Linked DNA regions of Hordeum vulgare: region 2 is linked to region 1. A link is a contact called in public Hi-C data. All regions are on one chromosome and are shown on one strand. Each heading gives the region's core, a stretch centred on a gene start, on an enhancer-like site or on the middle of the called end of the contact. The rest is flanking DNA. Distances are from core to core; before and after follow the strand shown. Region 1 has its middle 59 kb from the start of LOC123447029. Region 2 has its middle 40 kb from the start of LOC123447036.

Region 1 (2,700 bases), core at 37-2,536:
GTGATCTTTAAAACATATATTTCTTAATTAGTGATTTTGTGAGACCGCTCAACATTTTCTCATGCACGAACGGATAAGCGCTCGCATTCATATTAGGCCAGCCCACGACACGGGGTACATAAGCACCGGGAAGATGTTCGGGCGGAGCTTCTATTCAGCGCCTTAAGCGTACAGTGAGGGAGAGCAAGAGGTATGGGCCGGCCCGCAAAGTATTCTGCGGATTCCGCTTTTGGGAACTTTCTAAAAGGTTCCTCGCCAGTTTTGCAAACCATCTAGAAGGTTGGTTTTTTTGTAGTTTCTAGTTTTTATTTTAGTTTCCCCTTTTTCCATTTTATCATTATTTTTCTCAAAATGCTTCGAATTTTCAATATTGTAAAGAATTCAAAAAAGTGATCCTATTTTTCAAAAAAAAAATCACAATTCAAAAAAAAGCCTTAAACCATTTTTGAATTTCAAAAAGATTTCTTGGTTTTTAAAAATACCATGGTATTTAAATTATTTTTTTTACCAATAAATAATTCACCGAAGTTAAAAAAATTGTCATAGTTTTGAAAATGTATAGGAATGTTCAGAAAAAAAATGTTTTCAGAAAATGTTCAAAAAAATAAAAAAAAACTCGCAATTTTATTTGATGTGTCAAAATTATTCACTCTTTTTCAAGAAAACTCATTTTTTTAAAATTATTTGTGCTTTTTCAGAAAACTTCGAATTTTCAAAAGTTATTTTGCTTGTACAAAGATATTAGAAATTCATAAAATCATAATTTCAAACTTGTTCACAACTTGAAAAAGTCTTCATTTTTCAAAAATTGTTCATGCATTCAAAGAAATCCATGTTCAGTAAGTTTTTTTATTTTCAAACTTTTTTATCTTTTAAACATCCTTTACAATTTCCAAGGAATTTTCCAAACTTATCTTAAAAAGTTTTCAAATGTGTCGCTAGTTTTTCTTATAATTTTGCGCTGGTTTGATAACGTGCACTCGCTAACTCCGTTAGCTATCAAATACCCTTTCACGAGCGTGAGTATTGGGTTCCATCCTCTATGCATTTTTGTGACTTTACTTCACATCAATATGATGTGCTCGCCCAACATCGCCAATGGGCCAGCCCACTCGGGGCACGTACATTGTGCGAGTAAAATGACCGTTATGCGAATCGACGTCAATTCGTTTCAGGCTGCGACATATAGGAGGACCCTGTTTTTCAGGTGGGTTGGTAAGTAGTTGGGCCTCCAAGCAGGCACAGAGAGGCCGACAGCGGCGGTCATCGTGCGGAATCGTGCGATCTAAGGCCCGTACAATGCAAGTATTCTGATTTCTTTACGGGAGTAGCAGCCCAGCCCATGTAGCACTCCTCTGTTTGCTAATGTAGCCCATGCGGAGTTTAGAACCCTAACAGCCGCAAACACCCAATAATGCAGTTCCAACAATTAAAAACGATAGTTACTTGAGATGGCCGAAAAGATGCACGGTTATAACACTTCTAAACTTTAGGACAAAAAAAAAATCAAAAGCAGTATCATATCTGGATCGACAACTTTATGGAAATAATTATTCACACACGAAATGTTCAAGCAAGAAGAAAGATAGTCTAATCAGGATGACCATAATATAGCTCGAAAGTCGCTACAGCTTGTTCCAAGTCGTTATGGTTGGCTTTTGGAGCCCCAGGCTATGTAAAACATTATATTGTTGAGTAACAAAATCTGGGTGTAAACAATGAACGTATCCTTTCCTCCTCCGCAACAAACTACTCTTAGGCGACTAGGATTTTCCCTTCTCCCATCGGTGGCTCCGCGGTCTTCCTCGCCTCCCATGGCCTTTGGGCCATGGAGGTGCGAACGACCACTCATTCGACGTCTTGGTTAGGATTGTGTGGAGTCGATGATGTCTCCTGCGAGAAACGATGTCCCTCATGTCTGATCCCCGTCTGATGATGCGTGTAGCATCATCGGAGGGGGTGTGGTGGTGTGTCTTTGTCGGATCTTGCGGGATTCAATTGATGTTAGTCTTTGGTGGATTTATTTAGATCTGGTCTTCGTTGTGTATTGTTTACAAGTTTGTCCTTTCAGTCAACATTTATCTTAATTTTTTCCTTATTGGTGGAGAGGAAGAGAGGGAAAGAGAAGAAAAAATGAAGAAAAGAAAAAAGGTGGTCTGGGATAGCACCGCGTCCTATGTGACGGATTGATCGGACAAGTGCAAGGAGTCCATGACGATTCTCTTGTCGACTCTGGAGGAACCAAGGGGGAAGGTGAAACCCTCGCATCTGGAAGGATTTGAGATCCACACAGAAACAGGTTTGAGCGATTCCCTCCTTGATAAGGTAAAGGTTGATTTGTTCTCTAACAAGGAAAGAAACATCTCTCGAGAGATTGAGGACCTCTGTGCTTTTAGATGAAAGGGTGAAATTAGGAGATCGAAATTTATACCTAGTCTCCCCTAATAATAAAGCGCTTAGTGTTTCTGCCGTGCGTCGTCGGCCATTTTGCAGAAAAACCCTTGCGTTTTTCACAAATCAACCCACAGTCCGGATATAAGTGACAAGCACGAACCGTTTTTTTGTTGTCTTGCAGAAAGACCCTTATGTTTTCATGAAATCAACCCGCAATCCGTTTTGTCCGCATTTTACAGAAAAAACCCTAACTTTTACGATATTATACGTACGTATGTCCCGTTGCACGCAAGTTACTGATGTGAA
Region 2 (2,700 bases), core at 48-2,547, 340 kb after region 1:
TTGGCAGTCTTCCAAGCCGGTTTTCTTCGGTTTTGGAAAACTTCTAGAAGATTCTCTGACCTGGTTTTTTCTTTCTGTTTCTGTTTTAAAAAATGTTCTAGATTATCAAAAAACGATTTTGGATTTTTCTAAAATGTTCATTTTTTCAAAAAATGTTCTTAATTTTTAAAAAATGTTTTGTATTTTCCAACAATATTCTCGATTTCAAAATTGTTTTTAAGATTCAAATTTGTTCTCGGTTACAAAACAAATTCTTAAGATTTAAAAAATGTTTGTGCTTTAAAAAATTGTACGTGGTTTCTAAATATTGTTCTCCGTTTTATAATTTTATTCTCAAGATTCAAAAAATGTTTTTGCTTTAAAATAAACACGCTTCCAAATTTGTTCAGCACTTTTCAAAATTGTTCTCGATTTGAAAATTTGTTCTCAAGATTCAAAAAATGTTTGTGCTTTAAAAATTTGTTCACTCTTTCAAATTTGTTCTCAAGATTCAAAAAAAATTTGTGCTTTAAAAATTTGTTCACTCTTTCAAATTTGTTCGGAGTTTTTCAAAATTGTTCTATGTTTCAAAATTTAGTTCTCAAAATTCAAAGAAATGTTCGTGATTTCAAAAATTGTTCGCGCTTCCAAATTTGTTCGGGTGTTTTCAATATTGTTCTCCATTGAAAAAAATCGAGATTTAAAACTGTTTGTTCTTTAAATAAAATTCGTGCTTTCAAATCTGATCAGGATTTTTCAAAATTTTCCTCGGTTCCAAATCTTCTTCTCAAGATTCAAAAAATGTTTGTGCTTTAAAAATTTGTTTGCGCTTTCAAATTTGTCTGGGATTTTTCAAAGGTATTCTCGGTTTCAAAATTCTATTCTAAAGATTCAAAAAATGTCCATGCTTTAAAAAAAATTGTTCGTGCTTCCAAATTTGTTCATGGTTTTTCAAAATTGTTCTCGGTTTCAAAATTTGTTCTAAAGATTTCAAAAAATGTTCAGGCTTTGTAAGTTTGTTCACGCTTTAGCTTTTGTTTTCCTTTTACAAAATGTTCATGTTTTAAAAAATGATGAGAAATTCAACAATGATTAGTTTTCAGAAAAAACGATAAAAGGAAAAAAATAAAAAAGGAAAAATTACAGTAAATAAAGGAAATAAGCAGAAAAGGAAAAAAGAAACAGAAAAAAAGAAAAACAATATTAGGGCAGGCCAGTCGGTGACAAGACTGTACGTCCGAAGGACTCCCTGCCCCAGAATGCGGCAGGTAGGAGCGGACGCCCGTGCTAAATAGGATACACAAATTCTCTCCAGGAGAACGTAAGGGGAACTCCTAGTCGGCGTCTTAAACGCTGGCTAGGAGAACCAGCGCTCACACGCACTGCATAACAGGCTGGCCCAGTCTCAGGGCGTATTTTTATGAAAAAGTAAAAAGCAAAAAAAAAACCGAACATAAAAGGTTCATAAAAGTGAAAAATGGTTCACAATTTCGAAACAAAAAGTTTATGAATTTGGAAAAACTCACCGTGATCTGAAAAAATAGTTTACAAATTTTTAATAAGTTCATGGATTTTGAAAATTAGTTAATAAATTTGAAAAAAGTTTTGATATGTTCGTTGAACTGAAAAAAAATCACAAATCTTAAAAAAAGTTTATCATTCTTGAAAAAAGTTCATACATTTCAGAAAAAAAGTTCACTAAATCTAAAAAAAGTTCATCATACTTTGGAAAAAGTTCATCGATATTCAAAAAAATTCATTAACTTTTCATAAAAAAATCGTAAAATTCAGAAAAGGGTTTGTTGATTTGGAAAAATATTTGTTCGTTTGAAAAGAAGTTAATCAAAAATGGCTGTTTTTCTGGAAAAAATGAAAAATTATATAAACATGAAAATGAAAATGAAAAAGTTATAAGAAGAGTAAAGAAAAAAAAGACAAACCGAAGAAAACCAGTCCTGAAAAATCCTAAATGAAAAACCCATCTAGGAAGCTTCCAGAACCTTCATAAAAACGGAAAACCACCCCCTTCCGATGGGCCGGGCCAAGACCTAATGCTGCAGGCGTCGGTTCAGAAAATTCACTTTAACCGATGCCTGCAGCGCAAATAGGATTTGTCGAACGTAAGCACATTGTTGGATATTCTGCCGCGTTTCTTGCTTATACCTATTGCGAGATGCACTGCGGCCATATTTCGCATTCAGCAGGACCGTAGATTGTCATGCTCCAGTGTCTACAGTTTTCAGGATGGCTCATTTCTGATCATATATGCATTTAATATACAGTTTTCAGGATGCACTGGTGGAGAGTACATTTTGAATAACTAATTAAAAATTAAAATAGTTCATAATTATTTTTAGATTACTTGACTTTGTTTTTCATTAATATTTAAATTTTTATGAAAAAGAAAGCAACATTGACTTCTGGACAAAAAAGACAAAATTTATTTATTATTATAGGTTATTATTCATACTATTTTGACCAACAAAAAGAAATCAAAGTGTAATTTTCCTTTTATGAATTTTTTCTCACAAATACCGTGAAAGGTCAAGTTTATTTTAAAATATTTTCAGAATTTCTTAACTTTTTGTTAAATTGCTAAAAGAATTATATATAGGATGTATATACATCTAGAAACAAAAAGTTCCATCCGTACATAGTGAGCGTTACTATGAATTCTGTAAACGGACGCCTGAAGCCCTCCAAGCTAGGTCTCCCTAACAA

What was found. Hi-C and Micro-C count contacts between places; a contact is called where the count stands out from the background.
Region 2: a contact with region 1 is called in a Hi-C map of leaf, with 1.7 times the contacts expected there. The contact joins two enhancer-like sites. A contact is called at or near these places in 2 of 6 Hi-C or Micro-C datasets (leaf and seedling).

What each region holds. Positions count from the first base shown.
Region 1 is chr4H:559,760,940-559,763,639 of MorexV3_pseudomolecules_assembly, forward strand. No RefSeq gene overlaps it. Among protein-coding and RNA genes, the nearest start is that of LOC123447029, 59 kb to the left of the region's middle. Within about 2 kb of position 1,287, at least 3 of the 3 cell types and tissues checked have open chromatin away from gene starts, as enhancers often do. A contact at or near this core is called in leaf, where this site is marked.
Region 2 is chr4H:560,099,739-560,102,438 of MorexV3_pseudomolecules_assembly, forward strand. No RefSeq gene overlaps it. Among protein-coding and RNA genes, the nearest start is that of LOC123447036, 40 kb to the left of the region's middle. Within about 2 kb of position 1,298, at least 1 of the 3 cell types and tissues checked has open chromatin away from gene starts, as enhancers often do. A contact at or near this core is called in leaf, where this site is marked.